Linked DNA regions of Mus musculus: region 1 is linked to region 2. Evidence: chromatin contacts called from public promoter capture Hi-C data. All regions are on one chromosome and are shown on one strand. The core of a region is the stretch at or near the end of the contact, and the rest is flanking DNA. Distances in the headings are between cores, read along the strand shown. Region 1 has its middle 160 kb from the start of Alx1. Region 2 holds the start of Nts (neurotensin).

Region 1 (6,149 bases), core at 737-3,236, 380 kb after region 2:
GGGACTCCTCTGATACATATGCATCTGGAGTCATGGCTCCCTCCATGTCACTCTTTGGTTGGTGGTTTAGAACCTGGCAGCTCTGAGTGGTCCAGTTAGTTGACATTGTTCTTCGTATGGGGTTGCAATCTCCTCCAGCTCCTTCAGACAAAACTTCCCCCAGCTCCTCCATTGGGGTCCCCAGGCTCAGTCCAATGGTTGGCTGTGAATATCTGCATCTGTGTTGGTCAGGTGCTTAAAAAGAAAGTTTCAGTACAGCTTTTCCTTTGTTGTTGTTGTTGTTTTATATTGCTTTGTTTTAGTGCCGTTGCATGTGTTTCCCTCTTTTTCTAATGTGTGCAAGACTCTAAAGACCTCTGTATGTGTCCAAAACACTGTACTTGCATAAGGCAAATAAATAGCTGTGAATACCAAATGTGATTTGCAATCTGCATCTTTTGAGAGCAGTTGGGCTCCCTTTGACCTCGCTTTCCCTGCTGGAGTGGCCCTGAGAAGCATAATTCCACACATATAATCTGAGTTTAATGAAAGTCCTTAGCTAATTTCCTGCAGAAATGGTCCCACTGATGTCTGAGATATGTGTGGCTATTTAGGAGGTAAATTTTAGAGTAACTAACCATATTGACTAATTGAAAACTATAAAATTATGTCCTGTTTGTGAAAAATTATGCTACCTTATCACTATTAATCACATAGCTAGTAATCTCTTACACATTTTAGTTTATTTCAAAATATTTAGCACAACAATCCCCTATGAGACTGCCACCATATTGTTAATTACTTAATCAGCTGAGTATCTACTTTCTGGCAGGTAATGTGATAGGGCTGGAGCTGCTAAGATGTATGGGCTCTATTCCAACCAAGTTTAGAATCTCCTAGACAGCCAGCTAACAAATAAAAAACACATCAATCCCATATGACAGATTCCCTGCGGGAAGAGACTGCAGGTCAGGAAAAGGGTGTGGTCTAATTGGGAAACCCAGGGAAGGCTGGCAAGAAAGATGTGGGTAAGAAGTCTGAAGCTGAGATCAACATCGGTGATGGAGGACTGGGCCTCTGCAAAAATCTCCATCTTCCTGAAGAAACACATCTACAATGACATCATTGTCTGGCTGAGAACACACACAACTTTGGAGCCAACACTGTAATTGCCAACAACTTGATCCAGAGAATGAGGGCTTGAAGTTAACATTTAAGGTAGGGGGAGAAAGCTTATTTTCATGCTTGTAAATTGAAGTCTAAAGTTGAAAACAAGTAGGAGCAAAGAAAATTAATTCTCTCCCAGCTCAAAAAATTCAAGAAACTGCACATTTGGCAGGAAAATTCTAAACAGTCTACAAGTGCCAATATCAGAGGAACAATCTTTACACTATGTTGAAAATTGCCAGTTAATCCTTCTCCAAAAATTTAATTTTATAAAATGAAAGCAAGTTCTGTGTTTTCAGCTATAGTAAAAGAGTATATAGTTCTCTTAAATTATTGGAAAATGTAAGTGAGATTTCAAACGGATTATTTCAAACAGCTTGAGACGACAATCTTCCTAATATACTGCTTAATCCTTTGTGTTTATAGAGTGATTGGGGCTTTCCAAAAATTTTTATATACATTATCTCATTTGATTCAAATAGATGAAATGTGCATATAATTACATTAAAATGTAAAAGTTATGGCAATACTATCACCCTGAGAATTAAACGTGATTCCGAAGTAAGCCCAGTCTGTCTGGGGCCAGAATGAAATAAAATCACATCCGAGCTGGTATCAAATAGCAAAAGACAATGAATAAATCAAGCAAGCACCGGAAAGAGGTCTTACAAATTCTAAGTCCCCAACTATCATAACGATCCTAACCTAACCATTCCATACAGTCATGATCTGTTAAAAAACATTGACACAATCCTCCTTCAGGACCCGCATTCCTCCAACAAGAGTGCCTCTTTAATAAGACTTTCTCTTTTTTTGTCCCTAAATGTCTTCTAAATGCATCAGAACCCATGTATTTAATTTAAAACAGGATGGTACAAGGGTACTTTAAATGTAGAACCAGATGTTCCCCCTCCTCCACTGTTTAAGTACTCTTGTGATTTTACTCCACAGTTCTCCTGAAGCCAACTGCCTCATTGACATTTGATCTTGTCACCCTGTTTTCAGCACAGCCATTAGAGTCTTCCTGCTGGGATGCTTTGCAGGTTACTCAGGGTCCTTCAGAGTATCCCTCCTCGCTATTTGCTTAATGTCACCTACTATCCTCTCCAGTTCGCTCTTCTCCAAACAAGAAGACCCTGCCGAATCCTGAAAGGGTTGTAAAGTCAAATCTGCCAGTCTAAGATGTGGGATGCAAGATAAAGTGAAAACACAAGCTCCTTCTTTCAAAATAAATAAATAAATACATAAATGAATAAATAAAAAAATAATTCCAAGACCTTGAGCACCTCTATTGCACATTTATAAAAATCATCCCTTTAAGAATGTGGAACGTATTAGAATTGGGAATGTACCACGTTCAGAAGTTCAAGACTGTCCTCAGATGAGTATAAGCTTCAACTCCAGCCTGTGCTACATGAGGCACTGCTTCCAACACCATTTTAAAAATTATTTTGGAACCCATTAAACCTGTACACCGTTGCCCTGAACACTTATATGCTAAGCTTTGCCTCATCCTCTTTCAAAATACTTGTATGATGGCTACTTGCTCTCCATTTCTTCAGTGTTTTTATCTATCTTAGTCTATTCAGGCTACCTTAGCATAGAAGTTTAGACTGCTTAACCGCACTGGTTTGTTTGTTTGTTTGTTTGTTTGTTATTGCTGCTGTAGCTGTTGTTGGTGGTAGTGGTGGTGGTGGTGGTGGTGGTAGTGGTGGTGGTAGTGGTGGTGGTGGTGGAGTTGGTTCTGATAGTAGTGGGTTTTTTTTTATTTTGTTTGTCAACTTACCATAATCTAGAGTCATCTGTGAAGAGGAACCTCAATTGAGAAAATGCCTCCATCAGATTGGCATTTTGTTAAATTTGTGGAGCACTGGCCTTATTAATGATTGATGTGGGAGGCCCACTCTGGATGGCGTCAGCTATTGGCCGGTGGTGGGACTAAGTGGCATAAAAAACAAGGAAGCAAGCTGAGCAGCCATGGAGAATACACCAGGAAGCAGCACTCCTCCATGGCTTCTGCTTCACTTTGTGTGTGCCTCCAGGATCCTGCTTGAATCCCTTGCCCTGATTTACTTCAATGATGGATTATGATCAGGACATGCAATCCAAATTAACCTCTGTCCTCCTAAGTTTCTTTTTTGACCACTTTTTTTTTAATCACAAACAAACTAGGGCAATACTTAAAATAACATAAAAGTACTGTTCATGGCTCCGTAGCTATGAGGTTCACATTTAAACAGTAGGATATTCAAAGTCACATGAGGATCTATTCCTCCTAGAAAGAGTTTTTCATCTAACTATGCATCTCACGGTAGAAAGGAGACAAAAGATTCCTTTGGGACTGTGTACTAAGGACCACATTCCCATTCATGAAAACAGAAACGCCAGAATGGATCACCGCCAAAGGCCTCACTTGTTACCACTATCGCACTGGGAGTTGAAGTTAAACATGGGGATTTGTTGGGGTGGTGAGGACACATACTTAGGCTATAGATGCAATAGAATTAGCACTGATTATAGAGAGTGGTCATTGTTATGGGTCAGTGTGTGGAGATTTTAATGGCAGAGCAATGTCATGATGGCCCCATATCCAATGAAAGATGATGAGGAGTAAAATATATTACATAAAATAAAAGTGCATCTGTCACAGAATGCTGTACTTAAAATTAATAATTCAGAGGGGCTACTATCACTGATCATAGTTGGTTCGTAAGTGCTAACAAATATATTACTGTAGTTTGGACTGTGAAATATTCCCTCAAAGTCTGTATGTTGAAAGTTTAGCCCCAGTGGGAGCAAATTTGGAGGTGGGGCTTAATGTCACTGGAGATGTGCTTTCAAAGAACAAACAGGGACTCTTCTTATTCACCTGCTAGCTATTGTGAGGTGAGAAGTTATTCTCTTTCTCATGTCCCCTACCATAAAATCAAGCCTTGCCAAGAGAGTGAAGTAATTGGTTGAAAAGATTTCTGAAACTATGGGCCAAGGATCATTTTTCCCTTTGAGTTGATTTTCTGGGTTATTTTGTTACAGCAACAGAAAGCTGACAACCACAGATATTCCATGTGGTGATTACTCAAGAATGCATTTCCTTTGCAAAGCCTCACAAGTATAACATGAATACAGCTTTCTACATCTTACGAAATGCAGACTCACAAGAATAGATCTTATCAACAAACAAAATTACAGATACGTTCTGAAGTAGTATATCCATCTTTAAAAATGAGAAAAGCTTGACGCACTCATCAAGAAATAATTCTCCATTAAATCTCCCACTTTTGCAGAAAAAGAAGGAGTTTCTTATTCTGAGCAAGCCTTTCCAGAATATTTGTTTAGCCAACAGCACCCACAGAGACCTTTGCTGCCACTCCCTAGACTGCATGGTGGTCTAGTCATTGTCCGGAATAATAGATCCTAGCTTTCTCAGCTTGGAACTCCTCTCTAGAAGGCAAACCAGTGTCTTTCCAGGAGTGGAATGGACTGCAGTGCATCACCTCTTGAAGATCTGAGAGAGGTATGCTGATGCTCCTGTTAAGCAATGCCTCTCAGTCTCCAGTCATATATATATATTATATATATATATATAATCTCAATTATATATATATAATTTCCAATCAACAGCTGTAACCTTGTGTCAGGCTAAAGTGCCAACTGTAAAACTGAGGGTAGTTCTTGACAAACTATATCACAAATTATTTTATGACAGTTTTTAATGGTTACTCATTATGAAGGATCACAATCTATATTCTCCCCTGCAAATACATGTCGAATCGAATCCCCACTGTCCTGAAGCTGACACATTCTTCCTCCCAACCTTTGACAATAGAATTCTGAAATCCAGGACCTTTGAACTAGAGATTTATTTCTTCAAAATCCTTCTGGGTTCTCATGCCTTTGTCTCTGGACCAACAGACTGACTGTCAGCTCCTCTGCTTCTCAGACCTGCAGCTTTGGACTGATCCACTCTTGGATTCCTGAATCCCCAATTTGTAGCATGCATTTCATGATTATGTTTAGCTCTTATAATTACCTATCCAATTTGGATTTTCTCTTCGGAGAACAGTAACAAATAGGCAGGTGGATGGGATGAAGGAAGGCTAGAGGGGACATGAGAACTAAGGGAAGCTGGTAGAAGAGTTGGGACACCTACTACCTATTAGATTCGATTTTTCCCTAGTAGTCAGAGTTTGAAATGAGTACAGAGACTGTTTAGAGGATGTCAACAAAATCAAGGTGAATAGAGACTCTAAAGAGCCTTTAAAGGATGCCAACAAGAACAATGAACTACATTAGGCCTGCAAATTAAATTTTATTATATTCAAATAAGCTGGCAAAAGTATTTAAGAACTGGAGAGAACTCTAAAGGACTTTCAACAGCACAGAAACTCAAGAACTCATACAAGTCCTAAAGTTCACAGAGCATTTTACTGATTACATTTTTCTTTGTCATTCATACCATTTTTCTTTATAGGAAAAAAAAAACAAAAAAAAAACCCAAAAACCAAAAAACAAAAAAACAACAACAACAAAAAAAAAAAAAAAAAAAAAAAAAAAAAAAAAAAACAAGGAAAGATGAAATCACACCAGGACCAAGAAGTACTGAGAAGAAAACATGTGCCCCAGTCTTCCTCAAGTCAGAAAAGTTTGTTCTATAAAGCAAAAGTGTTCACAGAATATACTGAAGTCATAAAAAGACACTCTCACCACTAAAAGCAAGAGTTGTTTCACCAAACAATTCACTTGTAGCTGTAAAGATCCACTGGATTGTGCTTTAGGCATATTTAGATCAAATAACAAAAATTTTTAAATTTAACTACAGATAATTAAGTTTTACTTCTTAAACGTTCCCCTACTCCCACTTAAGAGGCACCAAGAACATTGTTCTTTTAATATTATGACCGAGCAAACTTGACATTGTTAGCTAGCATGCCTTAGAATCCCAGCAAGGCCAGTGCTACTTCACAATGGGGTAAGACATGAAAGACAAATGAACTCTTTTAGAA
Region 2 (6,067 bases), core at 1,126-3,625:
TTATATTGCAACCACCATATCTCAAATTATTTTAAAGGATTCATCTTTGAAGCTTATTGTCTTCTGTATTTAATTTCTTCAAAGCAATATTCAAAAAGAAACATATCACAGCTTAATTTTATGCTGACAGCTTCTATAGTAGAATCACTTCTAAGAAAATAAGCGCATCTTAATTTGATAAGTATTTATGATTTTGAATTGCCTATTAACTGGATCTCAGTAAAACACTTAATTATATTGTACAAGGCAGATCTTATCCAAAAAAAAAAAACCTGCACTATGTTATTCTCACCGGCAATAGTTCACACGTGAAAATATGTATGTAACAAACAACATAATGAAATATGAATACAAGTGCTGCTTCTTATTTTGGGGCAAAGCCACAGGGAATTACTCACTGGTAATTTTAGAATAAAAAAGACACTGAGATTCACTTCACTACACATGTCATCTTGTGAAACACTCTTTGAAAGAATCGGTTTCTGTTTTACACAAGAGGTTTGCATCCCGTGCTTTCAGTGTTCCGTCAGCGAGTGCAGAAATGGCTTAAGCAAAGTCAGAGCTCATCAACACATGGTAAGTCCTGCTGCAAACAGATCCGTGATTCATCTCAGAACACATTTTCCCCAGATTCCATTTATGTGTATTGCATGAAGAAGTGAAATTTAGAAATACTAAGATGTTGTAGAGCATTTAATATCCATTAGCCTCTTGTGATAATAGAAGGCAGAGCTTAAAATTGCCTCACTCTTTACTCTGTGGTCATTAAAACACAGGATTCCACCTGATGTGAGCAACTGATAAAGTATACGTAAGAGGTGAGCTATTCCAGAGACACTTTTGCTCAGTTTGTTACACATACATGCTAGCTTGTTTGTTTTTCAGATGGAATGTTAAGATTAATCTTATTAATCACTGATAAAGATGTGTCCATGTCACAGAAATTGGTTTCAAGAGTTAATATATGGTTTTTAATAAATAAGCTATTTTTAGAATCTATAACTATTTTTCTGCAACTACTTGATAATATTATAATTATGAGAATACTGCATTGGCTCATAAAATATTTACAGGATCTTACACTAATAAAATCATCAATCCATTCTGATAGTTATCTTTGCACTCAGAAAATCTTAGTTTGAGCTAACACTGCCGAATCCTGGTTATTAAGTACAATAGTAACAAATATAAGTGAATTTACTTCACTCTCTAAGATTTTCCACTGCTATGTGTTTGTTCAATTACTTTCAAATTATTAATTAAAATATACTGCAATCGTCAAAATATTTCATATTACACTTAAATTTACTTTATTTTTAAGGAGAGGCAATACACACCTAATGAGAATACATCCCTTCTCCTTTACTGTTATATACTGAACACTCTAACGCTAAATTTATCATACATAGTAGTATACCAGTTTTATGGTTATAGGTTGTGCCAACTCAAATTACATTCAGAAAAGCAACAGCTATATTAACACCATGACTGCCACAATGAAATTCTATAAAGATGCACTTTCACAAAGGACTTGGGACACTTTTGCTGTATTAGAGGCACTCATCTTATTTATTGCTATTTGTTCCACATGTTCTAACACACCTACAGAGTTAAAAATATTTTGAGGAAAATCACAAAGGAAAGTGAGAGAAGCCACCACCTAAGACAATGAGAAGAGATGAGAATAAGATCTCGCGAAGGAGATCTTTACTTGTCTGCAGGCTGACAAGCACTGCCTCTATTCAAATTTCCACCCTTGTCTTATTACTCATATTGATTTTCCCTTTAGTGGTCATATTCCAAAGGAGAACGTGTTGCATTTCCTTGCACCATGAACTGCTTTACAGATTTAAAAAAATATATATTTCAGTTCTTATAATCAGAATGGGAGAGAAACATGATAATTACAGTTTTTCTTTCACTAAAAGAGAGAGAGAGAGGGAGACAGAGAGAGACAGAGATACTAAGATAGAGAGACACAGAGACAGAGAGGAGAGACAGAGAGAGAGGAGAGAAAAGAGAGACACCGAGAGACAGAGACAAAGGGGGAGGAGGGAGGGTGGGAGGGAGGAAGGGAGAGAGAGAGAGAGAAAGAGAGAGAGAGAGAGAGAGAGAGAGAGAGAGAGATTCCTGGATTCATTTACCTGAGTAGCAGCAGACTGCGAGAGAAATCCCTCACTTCAGGGAGTTGTGAGATGCAGTTGAGCTTACCTGAGCACAGACTCCAGGAGCTGAAAGCCAGGAGAGTCAGGCACACCAGCTGGAGATTCATTCCTCTCATCTTCTCTCAGCCTTCTGACAAGCAGGTCCACACACTCAGACACTGAAGGAGCTAGCTCTCTCTCGGTGCTTCCTCTTGCCTTCAGCTGGCTTTCAAAGTGAGTGAACTGTGAGGGATGCTGTGGCCAGTCCCTATATATATGTGAGCAGGAGGATGATGTCATGGCTACACAGGATGTGCTCTGCCTTCATCTCCATCCCCCCTCCTTTCCCTTTGTCCCTTATCTCATCCCCCACCCGTGAACCTTGATGGAAAGTGACGATCTTCCCTAATTGCAGCTGTTGCTCAGGATTTCTGACTCACAGAAAGAGTTGTTCAAAATCACTGCCATATACAGCATAGTGAGAGGTACTTCTGGTACCTTTTTCCCCCTAATTTTCTATCATGCCCCCATTCCAGATAGTTGTCATTTTCATTTTTTAAAATGCAAGGGTTTTTTTTTTTTTTTTTGGTAATTTCTCATATTTAAGCAAAAGTTCTAGGGAGAAATCACTGCTTGGAAGTCTTAAAGACTTGGGGTATATTTTCTAGTAACACAAACTTCTGAGAACAGGCTTCGTTGTCTCAAAACTCATAGAGAATTTACATAGCATGTACTAAAATAGGAAGGGAAACAGGCAAAAGAAAATTGGATATAATAATGTAATGTGACGACGAAACATACAAAGAAAAGGGGAAAGTCAGTATAAAAGGAAGAAAATTAGATCTAATGAGTAGTTTTATATCCTACCTACTTGAAAGTTTATTATATGTAACTGAGGGGAGACTAAGTTACATATGCTGCTCTTTCATTGGATATTTTAAATAATGTTTATAAAATAAAAACACAAGTAGGTTATGTGTTAGAAGGTAAACTATGAATTGCTGTATTAATACCTCCCCAATTAACTACATAATTAATTACATATTTGCTGCATTGTTTGTTTCGTTATTTGTTACTGATGCAATATCCCCCCTCCTTTATCTCATAACTCCCCTCTCTCTGTTTCTCCCCATTCTATCAACTCTCTCTTCAGTTTAATCCTTTTTTTTTTTTGTAGAAAGCAGACTGTACTTTTAGACAGAAAAATATTCTATATAAATGCCATCCACCACAGTGACAATTCTAAGGCGAAATCTTCAGGTAATTTGTGAGTTACAATGCTCTTCTTTCCTTCTCTCCATTCTTGGAAGAAAATTGCTCAAATGCCTTTTGAGCAATAGCTTTCCTCCTGTAGACGGTCCTTGGTAACACAAGAAGTGTTCTGAACTGGTGTTAGGGGTGTGAACATTTGAAACCAAAGATTTCTGAGATTTGTTTAATTTTTAAAATCCCCAATCATCATGTAATAATTAACTAAGGAAAAAAATCAAGATTGTTACGACAGACTGTTGGTTTATATATCCAATATTTGGTAAGAGATTATCTTTGCATCACCCCTAAAGGAAGTCATTAATTACAAATATTGAACAGTTATTTTAAATGATAAAAGATACATTAATACAACTCGATGTTCAGAAGCTAAACAGTAGCTTACTTTATTTTTTTAAATTACTTTAATTTTGTTTTGTTGTTTCTGTGGGGAAAAGAAAATAATGAATTTGACTCACCTGGATTAGTTTTCTCTAAAGGATGGTTGACTGGCAAGCCTGAAGCATGCATGCATTTTTCCTCCCGCTAGAGGGCACAGTGGAAGTTTAGAAAGCTTTCCATAATCACAGAGAATGCTTGGTTTTCGTCTCATTATCCCAGTATTTGTGTGACAGAATCATTTCAGAACCACATTAATAAAGAAGCCCATAAGCTATATATTCTCTGATTTGATTTTAATATACTATTTAAATCAATTACTTTCTTTGCTTCTTACATTGTAAAACACAAAGAATTATCTTTGAAAAAGTGCTAAAATATGTGCGAGCTGTCTGATAGTAAAACAAAAATGTGAGGCTTATTCCCTGAAGTGGTTTTCTAGCAAGTGGAACTTAGGGAACTGTTTATAAATGGATTGCTGATTAATTAACTCCTTTTAAGCATATCACATGAACATTCATTATTAAAGTGAGAGTTATTTTATGTATATAGAAAATACCAAAGAAAGAATAGAAGAGCATGTAGCAACCACTGTCAAATGACTGAAGACCAAACAGATTCTCTTTGGTAATATTCTTTATTATTAAAAATAAATAAATAACACTTTCTGGTAAGATTATGATGTTGCTAACGCTTCTCTTTTCCCTTTTATCTTAGTTTATTCAAACTATAGGAACAATATTAAATTATCTGTTTTGGCAGGAACTCACAAGTGCCCAGTGTCTTTTGCTCAGTACCTGGGAAGATTCCCAAATAGAATGGCCAGGAGAAGTCTTCACAGAACGTCAGCTTTTCCTAAACCAAACAACTGAAGCCTGGCAGAGAAACAAATACCGCACAAAGTGCTTTCAAACATACTGTGATTAATAAGAATGATAAATTGTAAATGTAGCAGAAGACCTTTCATAATAAATGATTTGAATATATTAATGTAAGAAAAAAAAAAGAACTAAATAAAAAAACCCTCCACAACTTAATGCTCAGGGATCTTTGCAGAAAATGGGGAAGAAAAATTCTAAGAGTAAGAGGAACTGGTATTTGGTGTGAGATTTTTGTCTTGAAATGTCATTCTAAAGTTTCACCAATGTTACTGCCTAAACATAACAAGAACCAACAAGCATCAACAGATATGCTAACATGGACAGGGAAGAAGACAGGATGAAGCTCAATAAATACACCTCCAAACTACACAAAAACTACAGGCAACTAAGGAATGCTGATGATGGGAAAATAGTTTTTCGGAGGAAAGCATATCCCAAAGGAATAATTAATACCCAATACCAAATGGGATTTTTGAAAATATGCATACAAGTATCATTATACAGACAAAGTATGTTACATTTATAAACACACACACACACACACACACACACACACACACACACACGTTAACAAATATTAAGGAGAAAAAGAGCCCATGTATTTGAAAGACAAAAATGGGAGGTGGGTTAACTGATAGCATTTGCAGAAAGAAAGTGAAAAGGTAGATGATGTAATTATAATCTCAGAGTATATTTAGAAATAATCATAAAATAGATAGCTAAATATAACATAGATTAGGAAGAATGTCTCACTTAGTAAAAGCCTGCACTGCAAGCATGAACACATGATTTTGGATATCTAGAACCAATGTAAAATACTGGAAGTGGCAATGGATTCCTGTTAAACCTAGACTTGGGGAAGTGAAGAAAGGGAACAAGAGAAATCCTGAATGATACTGATCAGCTAGCCTAAGCAAGCTAGCCTATCGGGCTCATTGATAGACTGTGTCTTCAAAGAGCATCTGAAAAGCCACTGTCAGTTCTCTGACCTCCACATTCATGCATAGGTATGTGTACAGGCTTCTGCATGCCTGTGCACGTGCGCGCGTGCACACACACATACACACACACTTAAACTTATCCAAATGACACATTTCATACAGAATTTTAGGTAACTTTCTAGAAAGGTATGTGAATAATTTTTATCCTAAAATTATTTTATCTGGAACACTGCTTTACAGGATAATACGTTAGTTTGTTTCCATCTGTGACACACTTCCTGTGTTAGCCTTCCAGTTTGAGGTCCCAGTGTTGACAGGGTTCTCACTGATGTCAAGGTCTGTACAATAGATGAGCTTCTATATTTGGATGGTCATTTGTTCCACATTTATTAGCCAGCTGCTCAAAATGATTGACATAGGCAGTTAAATAATGAACACTTATAAAACAGTGATG

The links. Promoter capture Hi-C pulls out the DNA fragments that hold promoters and counts their contacts.
Region 1: a contact with region 2 is called in a promoter capture Hi-C map of cranial neural crest. The contact joins the enhancer-like site here to the promoter of Nts in region 2. A contact is called at or near these places in 10 of 39 promoter capture datasets (the 3T3-L1 cell line, the C10 cell line, cranial neural crest and 4 more), 3 of 484 Hi-C or Micro-C datasets (cerebral cortex, group 2 innate lymphoid cells and pre-megakaryocyte-erythroid progenitors), 1 of 115 datasets of contacts at active chromatin or transcription factors (astrocytes) and 1 of 9 other capture datasets (macrophages).

Annotation. Positions count from the first base shown.
Region 1 is chr10:102,869,490-102,875,638 of GRCm38.p6, forward strand. No RefSeq gene overlaps it. Among named protein-coding and RNA genes, the nearest start is that of Alx1, 160 kb to the right of the region's middle. Within about 2 kb of position 1,987, at least 1 of the 459 cell types and tissues checked has an H3K27ac peak or open chromatin away from gene starts, as enhancers often do.
Region 2 is chr10:102,488,043-102,494,109 of GRCm38.p6, forward strand. It overlaps Nts (neurotensin), which reads right to left and starts at 2,376. Exons shown (of 4, transcript NM_024435.2): 1 at 2,212-2,376. The coding sequence starts at 2,281.